Linked DNA regions of Mus musculus: region 1 is linked to region 2. The links are chromatin contacts, called in public HiChIP or PLAC-seq maps. All regions are on one chromosome and are shown on one strand. Each heading gives the region's core, a stretch centred on a gene start, on an enhancer-like site or on the middle of the called end of the contact. The rest is flanking DNA. Distances are from core to core; before and after follow the strand shown. Region 1 overlaps Sytl2 (synaptotagmin-like 2). Region 2 overlaps Me3 (malic enzyme 3, NADP(+)-dependent, mitochondrial).

Region 1 (6,096 bases), core at 1,835-4,334, 600 kb before region 2:
GATGCCCTCTTCTGAACTATGAGGGCACCAAGCATGCATAAAATAATTTTTGAAAACTTTTTAAAAATTTCTCAAAGGAGGCTGAAAGAAAAATACAAACACCATCTTTTAAAATTATATATTAAAACCATAAAAAGTAACTCAATGCTTAAAATAAAAATTCCAATACCTAAGACTAATGTCTTATCAAAAAAGTTTAAAAAGAGCTAACATGCTCCAATGGCTTTTTTCCTACATGATATTTGTGTATTGTAAAGTGTACCCAATGGGAAACATATTAAGACAGGCTAATAGAAGGTTCTAGATCACTGTCCAACTCTTTCCCATCTTTGACTAATCTTCAGTGAGTGATATCACCCTACAGTTGCTTTTGAAGAGACAGAATTTCCTCTTCCTGGCATGTAAACTTCCACAAGTGACAAACTTAGCTCAGTCAAACCACACACATGATCAAACCCTCCTGAGCAGAAAGCTTTGACATTTCTTCCTGGGACCACTTTAAATTTTTTTTGTCAACTTCTTTTAAACAGACAACAGTGTTGGCACGTGGTAGGCATGCAAGCAATACTATTATGTGAAAGACTGCATGCCTCTGGGTCAAAACTTTTCCATGTCACTGCTGAGGGACCTGAGAGCACGGAGGTCACAGAACAAGTGGCAACACCAGGACTGGAATGTGCAGACATTCAGTCCCTGCTATCTAGACAATGGACAGAGCGGCAGAAGAAAACCATCAAGACTTCTCACTTTCTCCAGGGAGTTATTTTAGTGAAAAGAACTCTGAGCATTTCCCCCCTGTCCACAGATAACAAAGATAAAAATAGCTAGGCCAGAAAAATAATATTTACCCTCTTTTGAAATCTGAAATAAACCAGCTTTTCCAGTTTTTGACTGCTCGGGTTTGGTTTGTTGCAAGGAGTGATCTTCCGGCAGCTTGGGGCTGTTGAATGGATTCTTCCTTTGCTGGGGAAAAATTGTGTTTATTAAACGTGGTTTAAATGTCATAACAGCGACCCCGTGTTACCAAATGCTTATGAGCACACATATTTGATAGCTTTAACCAGTCCAATCTAGGCATGTTAGGGCCTAGAGCAACTGTTTAGTTTGGTTAGCATAAAATTACTCTGCATAATACAAAAGACATAGGTACAATTATATAAAGTATATGCATAGCCAAAGTCCTTTGAGTCAGATCAGAAGTGCATTTTATTGGTAACAACGACCCTGATTGATAGTAAAGGTCTGGTCAAGGGCAAGGAAATCCTAGCTTTCTAACTAGGTCAGATTCTCAGTAGGGCCCTTCCTACCACATGACTTACTTACTACATTAGATAACCGTTCTTTCAAAGTTACTTGCATGATGACTTCAGTCATCTTGAGGCGCTTCATCATCATTACTATGGACAACTCTGAAAACACAGGCTTAAGTACGTTCAGACTGGCTTTGTTGCTGTTTTGAGACAGGGCCTTCCTACACAGGCTACACAATGGCCTAGGCTTCACAACATTCCTGCCTCTGATTTTTCATATTAATATAACTGACTATAAATGATGACTGCTTGTAGTTTTACAAATAGTCAGTTTCTCCTGGAAACAGACCTCCAAGAGACATTCGAGAAGCTATGCCTAAAAGTAAGGACCGTGGTAGAATGGACAAGCCACATTCCATAGCCCACGAACGGCAATGCCATAGAGGATTTTTACCTTTCACTTTTTTACCAGAGTCTCACTATGCGTCCTAAGCTGGCCTGGAACTCCCAGAGATCTTACTGTGTCTGTTCTCTGCTCATCCCAAGGCCTGGGATTAAATGATGGGTCACCACCTGGCTCTTCTAAAAACAATTTTAAGGTTTAATTATGTGTATGTGATGGGGGTGGGTACTGAGCATGCAGGGGCTCACAGAAGCCAGAAGCATTGGGTCTCTGGAGCTGGAGTTACAGGCAGTTAAGAATCTCATGTCCTCTGCATGAACAGTGAACTCTCTTCAGCACTAAGGCAACCCATCTCTTCTGCCCTTAAATTGTTTAACTATTGGGGACAGAAAGAAAGCTGGACCTTTAGCAACACAAACATAATAATTATCAACTTTATCCACCCCCGGAGTAACTTCTTAAACTAAATACCCAAATTATGTACATCTGATGCACACAATGAATTATAGGAGTCTCTGTATTTTGTTTTGCTTTAACATGATGGGAAATTTGGCACTCTTGCCGATAATGAGATTTTAACCATCTGGGCTCCATCTACCTTGGGCAGAGACACAGCTGGAGTCCTCGTACTTTCCTGGGACATATCAATCACACTGGAAGCTGGATCCACCAAACTGGAACTGCAAAAGAAACCATCACTCAGAAAATAAAATCTCACCCTGTCCGAGGCATCGATCATGGCTCCACGGCCAAGAGCTTCTAAGACAGGAGAAGTGGGGAAGGTTACAAGATCAAACTGCAAGAAGGGAGAAGAAACTGGGCTCCAGCCATGATTAGGGACCAAAACAAAGGCAATGGTGAGACAAAGATGTAAGGGCAGCATGAGAGAAGACAAAAACACCTATTAGGGTCCCTGAAGACGTCCAGGGTACAGGCACACAAGAGGTTCACTCACAACTTCAACTTGCAGAAATGAACTCGTTTCAAACTTAGATCTAAGATAAGATACACGTGAGAAAGTGAGCAATGGGCTTTATGGCTGAAATAAAGTCACAAAATCTTAATCCCATGGCAGTGTTCCTCCTAATACATATAAAATATAACTGAAGCAGAGACTGGATAAGGCAAGTGACCTGCCAAGGAGATAGAATGACCAAGTCAGATAACTATACACAAAAGCTAGTGGGTTACAGCAATCTCTTATGACCATCGTTCCAACAAGCTAATAGATGAGTTCTTACCCCGGTACAAAAGAAAAGTACCAGAAGGCCATTGAGAAAGTGGGGGATGGGTAGATGGCAGCTATTTGAAAGAAGTCCACAGGATTTTCTAAACCATGATGCCCTTGCCAAAGGCTGCACAGCCCCCGGGGTGAAAGTAAACAAAGAGTGCCAAGAGCATGATGAGTTGAGCAGGCCACTCCCTTGACTATGAGTAAGAAGAAAAGTGGGTCACAGAATCCCAGGACAGGAGGGAAATCTGCTTGCTGAGAAGGCTTGCTCCAGGGAGCTTTGCCATAGACATAAAAAAAAAAAAAATGAAGTCACTGTTGGCTGGAACTGCTGCTCCCTCTCAATCTCTACCGGTTCTTAGTGACATCAGAATCAGGAGCTTGGAAAAATCCTCTGAAGGGGATGGCTTTTCCCCTCATGGCAGAGGAACAGAAACCCAGGCAAGGAAACAATTCACCCTAGGGTCATGGAACCTTGCCAAAGATTGCTGCCACTAAACCCCAAGGCTAGCAATTTGTGGTTTCATTTCTGTATTTGAACTGCTATTTTTTTTCTCATTAAGCTCTTAAGAAAATCATCCTTCCTTCCATCACCTTCCTTATTGATCCAAAAAGAAAGTACATCGGAGGAGGTGTCATTTACAGCCCCGTCACACAAAGCCAAAGAAAGGGGAAGGCAGGACATATGAAACGGAAAATACAGGAAGAACTTGTAATGGAACCAAAATCTGGACATAGTTGATAGGAAATCTATTCCTGTACTAGGTGGACGCAAAGTCAAATTAAGTTGTCAAAAAGAAGCATGGCCACTGATAGAATTTGGTGTCCACATGAAAGGCCAACACCTCAGAACTGAGAGGCCATTTCTCTCCAGTGTCACTTTAAGTGGTCAGTAGGGGAACCTAGCCAATTACCCAGTGCTAGGTAGACCATGGGCCTTGAGGAGAACCTACAATTGCCACCCTATTAAACTAGCACAATTCCTAACTACATTTTAACTATTTGTCCTTATACCCACATATAACTTTATCCTTCATCCATCACCAAGGAAAGTTCTTTGCAACAGATAGTGACCATTACAGAAAAACATAACAGGTCAAAATGCAGAACTGTGCAGCCCAACCCCAACTGATAGACAGATAACACAACTTCTGTACCTTATACACAGGGATCATTGTGGAAGAGGGGACAGAAAGACTATAAGAGAGGGAGTTTGTTGTAAGATTGTGTCTCCTAGAAATGTCAGAGGCTACACCCATCGAAGTCTTACCAGAGTGGCTGCTGAAGTGTGAGCTGAACAAGAACAGCTCCAATAGCCATGCTAACACGAATGGGGAAAGCCCATCCATACAAAGCCTACCATACACAGGAATGCTGAGAGCAAGAGAGATAGTCTTCCTCGGGAAGAGTACACCAATTAATTATCCAATAATGGCCAACTCTAAAACCATATACATACAAGTAACATTAAGCATTCCGAACAGGTTGTGTTTATTCACACAGGTAACAACAATTGAAAAAGAGGCCGTGGATGTGAAAGAAAGCAAAGGGGAGTATATTGGAGGGTTCTGAGGGAAGAAAGGGGAAATAAATGTAATAAATTCCCCACAAAATGGGCCAGTGTGAAATCTGATGAACAGTATACACCAGATGCCTGACACAGTGTAAATGATCTCCTTTATTAAGTAAAGCAGCTGGAAAATCGGAGGGTCTGACCCAGACACGGAGACTGGCTGTCACCAAGGGGCAGACATGTCCTAGACATGTCCTTATTATATCTTACTCCTTCCCACTTTCTTATTTACTTATTTATTTTAATTAGGTATTTTCTTCATTTATATTTCAACTGCTATCCCAAAAGTCCCCCATGCCCCCCCACTCCCCTCCTCACCCACTCCCACTTCTTGGCCCTGGCATTCCCCTGTACTGAGGCATATACAGTTTGCAAGACCAAGGGGCCTCTCTTCCCAATGATGGCCTACTAGGCCATCTTCTGATACATATGCAGCTAGAGTCACGAGCTCTGGTGGTACTGGTTAGTTCATATTGTTGTTCCACCTATAGGGTTGCAGACCCCTTTAGCTCCTTGGGTACTTTCTCTAGCTCCTCCATTGGGGGACCTGTGTTCCATCCAATAGCTGACTGTGAGCATCCACTTCTACGTTTGCCAGGCCCCGGCATAGCCTCACAAGAGACAGCTATATCAGGGTCCTTTCAGCAAAATCTTGCTGGTGTATGCAATGGTATCAGTGTTTAGAGGCTGATTATGGGATGGATCCCCGGGTATGGCAGTCTCAAGATGGTCCATCCTTTCGTTTCAGCTCCAAACTTTGTCTCTGTAACTCCTTCCATAAGTGTTTTGTTCCCAATTCTAAGAAGGAGCAAAGTGTCCCATTTTCTAACCTCAAAGGATAAGTTATCTCTGCATTCAGGCTCCAGAGGCCCCAGTTGCACATCCTGATTATAACTTTACTTACTAGAGATGAAGCCAGCTTCCCCCTTACCGAAGTCTGTCCTAGCATTCTCTGGTTAAACATAGCTGTTGGCCTATTCATGTGCCTCATGGTGGTTTTCACTCAACTCTGTACTGCATTGTGTGCCACAGTCAGCCCTGTCATTTTCAAGCAAAATGCAAATCTCCCCTCCTGCAGCATAACTTGTCTCATTATTACACATTTTATTGACACTTTACACAAAAGATCTATATTGCATCAAATTGTAATCTTTTAATGGCCAGATAGAGTATATTTTGTTCCTTAGAATTCCACTCCTACCAGAGAGAGGTAGATGCTGTCATGAACCAATAGATGTTCAATGTATTACACATGAAGACATTTTTTGAGATAGGGTGTTACTACATAGCCCTGGCTATCCTGGAACTCTCTATGTAGATCAGGCTGACCTTGTCCTCACAGAGGTACACCCGTGTCTGCATCCCAAGGGCTGAAATTAAATGTGTGAGCCACCATGCCTAAATGCATGATGAGATTTTTAAACTGGGAAGAAAGCCAAGTACCATAGCCTATGCTTTGTAACTTCCTTCTTCCATACATTTTTCAGAAGGGACCTGTGATACCAGAAGTCACACTTGGAAAAAAAAAAAGGCATATGAAGATGATTAAAACACTAGGATTGATCCCTAGTGTTTTAATCATCTTCATATGCCTTTTTTTAGTTTGATTTTAAAGTTAGTCTGATCTCCTTTGGAGCTG
Region 2 (6,212 bases), core at 1,875-4,374:
TAAACCCCTCCGGCTCCTACAATTCTTTCTTTTCTTCTTCCATGGGGCTCTCCAAGTTACACCTAATGTTTTGCTGTGGATGTCTGAATCTGCTCCATCCAGTTACTGGATGAATCCTCTCTGACGACCATTGGGCTAGGCACCAATTTGTTCTTCTGGCTGGCCAATAAACATTGTTTTAAGCATTGAGATTTTAGAATTATTTGTTTAATAACATGACATGACCATGGTTCTCTCTGCCGAACAACTTTTTGTTTTTTACAGGGATATCTCATATATAAAGCAAAACTTGACACTTTGGTGAAAGCAGAAGTGAGGGCCACACCTTTTTGAAGGAGTTCTCATTTTCTTCTTCCCCAGCTAGAGCTGAAAATGACAGCCTACATTACTGGAAATATGCTATGGGAGCAAATGATGGTTATGGAATTAGATTTCAAATGTGCATCTCATTTGACTAGACTGTTTGATGTTTAATGAGGCTTGGGCTGCATCTGTTTTATTCATAGCTGTAAAACTGTAGCCTGGCATGGTGCCATGCACACAACAGGTATTCTGCACAGTATATGAATTAGGGATGATGAGTGATGCAGGATGCAGGGCTGGAATGAGACAAAGCTAGACTCAGTTACAAACTGAGCACATAAACTTACTATCTCTAGATGGTCTTGTGAACATCTAAGCCATGGACATTGTGTGAGCTGGACTTAAATGTTAAAATCCGAACCCTCTGTACCGGTGACCTTATTTAGAGATGGTGTCTTTGTGGAATAGTCAATTAAGATGGTATCATTTGGTGGGGCCTTATTTAGAAGAGTTCTGGCCTTATTAGAAGGAAAGACAATGCCAGACAGAGGGAAGACTGGACATGCAGAGGTGGAAGCGGAGATTGGCCCCTATGTCTGTAAGGCATGGAAAGCAAAGGTTTGCCAGTAAACACTAGAGGCCTGGAAGGGCAGGGGAATGCTGTCCTCCAACACTCAAAGAGAACAGGACCCTGATTTCAGAAGTCCTGTTGTCCCAAGCCACTTAGCCTGTGATAACTTATTCCAACAAAACCTAGGACTTGAAGAAGCCAAGTTTCCAAATTTTTGTATTCTAGCCCTGAATAGTGGTCATCACAATTCCTTCTCCACATGGTTCCCAATTTTAAATTAAAAAAATTTCATTATTATTTTTCATTTTTTAATTTTTACTTCTTGTTAAGTTAGTCCTTTGATAATTTAATAGACAGTTTTGACACATTCTGGTTACTCTCTTCCCCTACCCTTTCTTATCTCCTCAAACATTTGTCAAGACTCACCCCCCTCCCTAATCTGTCCCTTTCCCAGATTAATGACTTTTGGTTTACTGTGTGACTCAATTGGCCTAATCTGTACAATCATCAGATGAATATCTGTTGGCTCATGGTAGGGTCACCAGTGGGTACACAACCAATGGCAATGACTGTCCTTTCCTTGAATCTGCTAGAAGGAAACAGTTCAGCCATGATAGGTAGGGCATGCTGAGTCTCTCTTCTCTGCTCTTGTCTGGTTGCTAATGTGTCCATTCTTGTGCAATCATCTACAGTTGCTGAGAGCTCATGATTGCAGTGGCTATGTATTGCCCAGTAGAAGGCATTTTACAGTTCATTTCCCTATCTTCTGGCTCTTATAGCACAATATTCTCTGAGTCTTGGAGGGGTGATATAGGTACCTTGTTTAGGGCTAAGCACTCCACTTTTTATTTATTTATGCTTAGCACCTTGTGAACTCATAGGTCTCTGTCTTCATCACACTTCATGAAATAGAGGAGAGGCTGCTCTGATTAAGGTCAAGAGTGATAACTGTTTGGCGTTAGTTGCCAAGTTGGCCTTGGTGAAATTTCCTGGCATGGCATGAGTAGTGCCAAAGTGAGCTTGTGCAGTCTAGGCTGGCCTCTAATAAACTTATTATGTAGTTGAGGATGACCTAGAATTCCTGATTCTCCTACCTTTCCCCACAGTGTGCTGGGATTACAGATGTTATGATGCTAGGGAACAAATCCAGGATTTCATAGATGCTAGTACTCTGCCAACTAAGCTAGATCTGTTAGAGTTTCCTGAGGGTAAATGCAGGTGAAGTTTCCCCCATCTATGGAGGCCTGTGAGTTACATCTTTGTCTCCAGTTTCCATCAGGAGGCAGGAAAATTTTCTTGACGTTGAGAATTCAATTACATTGGAGAGAAAGCAAAACAAAGATAGTGTTCACTCTTGAGAATGTTATTTTTTTTTTTTGAGAAAAAGTCTCTTAACCCTTATCTTGAGGTTTTGCAAGGGAATGACCCTTACACAGGTCCTAAAATAGACTTGGAAATAAATGACAACCCCAAACAACAAAACCCATTGAAATCCATAGCATTCATTTAGACTTCTTGGCACTGAGTCCAACACAAAAGGAAGACTTAATTAAAACAGGGTCAATTGCATCAGGCAAACCTCTGCAGTGGGCTCAGGAGGAGGGACCTGCACTTTCAACTCCATAACAAAGACTCATTGTTGACAGAAAACCACCATTCCACACATTTTTGGCTGGAAGGCAGCCTGTCCTCTGAAAAATCCACAAGAAGCTATTTTTAAAGCCCATTAGCACTTTGTTAAAGTCAGCTGCATACAGGAGAAACAATCTAAGACACGTAGGAACGGGATCTGCAAACCCTGAACCCATTGGGGACTCTGCAGACCAGATACCTACAGATTGTGAAGGGAAGACAAGACCCATGGTGTGTGCGACTTGGCTGCAGTGGGAGACAGGGTGCCTACAGACAGGGCAGGTGTCAGTGGGGGGTCACTCACACTCCATTGTTGGTTGTACTTTCACTCTTGAGGAACAGTTTATTTAAGCACCCTGAAGCGCCATAGCTTATTTCCTGTACCCTGGACTGCCCATCCTGTTTGGAGTCCACTTCCCTCTGAGGTGGGACTTTACAAAGGAAGTAGATGGGTGTGTTCCCATCCCCACCCAATGGAGGGCCCCTTTCCTTCTGACCTTCTTAGATGACAGTGAACAGTGAGTGAACTTGTTTTGGGTGTGAGGCTTAAAGTCACAGGCAATGATTTTTATCTAAGTGACACCAGAGACTGGGCCTTGGAGTGGGTAGGAATTATCTTGAACTCGCACACTTAAGGTTAATCATTACCTTTAGCTGGCATGGCTTCATGTAGTATGGTTTGTGGGAAGCATAATACTGGGCACATGGGATGCAAGGACAAATGTATTTGTCTCTGGTCCAGAGGGCATTCTAATTTAGGATCAGAAAAAAAATATAGCATAATAGAGTAAATAATGAAGTCATTATTGGAGGGTTAAAGATAAGCGTAGAATACTGGAACAGCTAAATCTCAGCGTGAAAAGGTGGAGTTGACTCAGAAAGCCAATTGGCCATTTCTTTTCCTGTTTCTCCTCCTGGCTGCTATAGAATAGGTTTCCTTAAGTAGATTCAGCATTACAAAAAGAGCCATAGTGCCGCCCGCTTCCAGTGATTCCCAGGGGTGTGGACTTATGCAACTGTATAAGCACAGTATTCCGTTAGGTGGCCAGTCTCTTTTTCTCCTTCCTTGAATGTGGGTCTGGAGCAGTGAAGACAGGGCAGGAGAGATTTCCCACCAGCCATAGGCTTGTGAGATTATTGGACCTTTCTCAATCTGTTTCCCCATCTGCAAAATGAAAGCAGTAGATCGATCACATAACTACTAAAACTCTATGGCTAACTGTCTACAATCTATCAGGGCTCACATAGGTCCCTGGAACCATTGTAATAACTTGGATTTGAAGCCAGACAGACTTGGATTTTAACCTCAGATCCAGTGCAACCTGGATTGTTCATCTCTAGAATGAAGCTGGAGTCATTAAATCCACCTTGTTCGATTAAGGATATCCATGCACATCAACACAGCACCATAGCAAAACAGCTTCTTCTTTTCTTCTTCTTCTTCTTCTTCTTCTTCTTCTTCTTCTTCTTCTTCTTCTTCTTCTTCTTCTTCTTCTTCTTCTTCTTCTTTTTCTTCCTCCTCCTTCTTCTTCTTCCTTCTTCTTCTTCTTCTTCTTCTTCTTCTTCTTCTTCTTCTTCTTCTTCTTCTTCTTCTTCTTCCTCCTCCTCCTCCTCCTCCTCCTCCTCCTCCTCCTCCTCCTCCTTCTTCTTCTTCTTCTTCGTCTTCTTCTTCTTCTTCTTTTTATTAGATATTTTCTTTATATACATTTCAAATGCTATCCCAAAAGTTCCCTATACCCTCCCTCTGCCCTGCTCCCCTACCCAACCACTCCCACTTCTTGGCCCTGGCGTTCCCCTGTACTGGGGCATAAAAAGTTTGCAATAACAAGGGGCCTCTCTTCCCTGTGATGGCTGACTAGGCCATCTTCTGCTACATATGCAGCTAGAGATAAGAGCTCTGGGGGTACTGGTTAGTTCATATTGTTGTTCCACCTATAGGGTTGCAGACCCCTTCAGCTCCTTGGGTGCTTTCTCTAGCTTTTCCATTGGGGGCCCTGTGTTCCATCTTATAGATGACTGTGAGCATCCACTTCTGTATTTGCCAGGCACTGGCATAGCCTCATACGAGACAGCTATAACAGGGTCCCTTCAGCAAAATCTTTCTGGCATATGCAATAATGTCTGGGTTTGGTGGCTGATTATGGGATGGATCCCCGGGTTGGGTAGTCTCTGGATAGTCCATCCTTTCATCTTAACTCCAAATTTTTGTCTCTGTAACTCATTTCATGGGTATTTTGTTCCCTATTCTAAGGAGGAATGAAGTATCCATTCATTGGTCTTCCCTCTTCTTGATTTTCTTGTGGCAAAACAGCTTCTTGATACGTTTCAAGTTGTGCTAGACAAGCTTGTCAGAAGAGTATAGGTCAGATCCCCCCAGAGACATTGAATTTCCTGTCTCTGCTCAGAGATGGGGTGACTGCATATTCTGGTTTCTGTTTGTCTTGATACAATTATGATTTGCTTTTTCCTTTTCACTCGAAAAACTTGCTGATCTGCAGATTTAGTGCATTACATTCATTTGGATGCCAACTAAAGAAATTCAAGGCTTTTTTGTTTGTTTGTTTCAATTTTTATTATCGTTGAGGGGTGGTGGTGCTCATGTGGAGGTCACAAGGCAACTTTTGTGGAGTCTGTTCTCTCTTTTCACCCTTGTGTGGGCTCTGGGGCTCAAACTCAGGTTGCCAGGCTTTTGCAGTTGGCACCTTTACCTACTGAGATGTCGTTGCCAATCCCACCCCCAGCTTGTTGTTGTTGTTTTTTAAAGCTCATTCTTTTGGCTGTATTGTTTGAATTCTTTCCCATATAGTTCTTAAGATCCAAATAATAAGGGGCTGGAAATATGTCTTGGTGACTAAGATGTTGGTTGTTGTTCTAGGGCAATGAATGGTTCTCAACCTTCTTAATGCTGTGTCCCTTTAATACAGTTCCTTGTGTTGTGGTGACCTCCAACCATAGAATTATTTTGTTGTTCCTAAGTGCTTGCTGCACAGACAGGAGGTCCTGATGTGGATCCCCAGCATTAAGTTCTGTAGAAGCTGGCATGGCCATGCACATCTGCAACCCTAGTGCAGAGTCAAGCAGCTCCTGAAGCTTTGCCTGCCAGCTGCATGGCCAAATTGCTGAGCTCCAGGTCCAGTGAAGGAGACTGTCTTACAAATTAGGTAGCGACAACTGAGGAAGACAGCCGATGTCAACATTTGACATCTACATGTACCCAAATACACACACACACACTCACACACACATACACACATACACACTCACACACACATACATGCACATACACAGGCACATGTGTGTGGAAACACGCACACATACACACACTCAAACACACATGCATGTAGGCACACTCATGCATTCATTCGTGCATGCAGGCAGGCACATGTGCATACACACAAACAAACATACACACACACATGCACACATGCATGAATACAGGCACACATGTGCACACAAACAAACACCCCCCACAATCCCTACACTCACACCTAAATGAATAACAACCAAAAGGAGTCAGAGTAGTATAGAAAAGCAGGCAAGAAGCCACTCTGCCTCCTGTATCTGGCTGATGTCTAGATTACAGCCTTCTTTTGACAGAAAGAAAAAAAAATGTAAGAAGTTTGGTTTTTTTGTTTTGTTTTTATTCATTTTTGGCCTTCCTGGATTTTGCAAATGTAATATATTGCTCTAACCTCTTTGTTGATTA

Evidence for each region. HiChIP or PLAC-seq counts read pairs in DNA pulled down with a chosen protein or histone mark.
Region 1: an HNF4G HiChIP or PLAC-seq map of pancreatic cancer cells shows a contact between it and region 2. The contact joins two enhancer-like sites. A contact is called at or near these places in 1 of 115 datasets of contacts at active chromatin or transcription factors (pancreatic cancer cells) and 1 of 9 other capture datasets (embryonic stem cells).

Annotation. Positions count from the first base shown.
Region 1 is chr7:90,367,694-90,373,789 of GRCm38.p6, reverse strand. Sytl2 (synaptotagmin-like 2) reads right to left here. Exons shown (of 20, transcript NM_001368878.1): 5 at 2,252-2,333; 6 at 849-963. Among named protein-coding and RNA genes, the nearest start is that of Ccdc89, 56 kb to the left of the region's middle. Within about 2 kb of position 3,084, at least 76 of the 459 cell types and tissues checked have an H3K27ac peak or open chromatin away from gene starts, as enhancers often do. A contact at or near this core is called in pancreatic cancer cells, where this site is marked.
Region 2 is chr7:89,770,378-89,776,589 of GRCm38.p6, reverse strand. The region is part of intron 3 of Me3 (malic enzyme 3, NADP(+)-dependent, mitochondrial); the gene reads right to left. Among named protein-coding and RNA genes, the nearest start is that of Ccdc81, 130 kb to the left of the region's middle. Within about 2 kb of position 3,124, at least 76 of the 459 cell types and tissues checked have an H3K27ac peak or open chromatin away from gene starts, as enhancers often do. A contact at or near this core is called in pancreatic cancer cells, where this site is marked.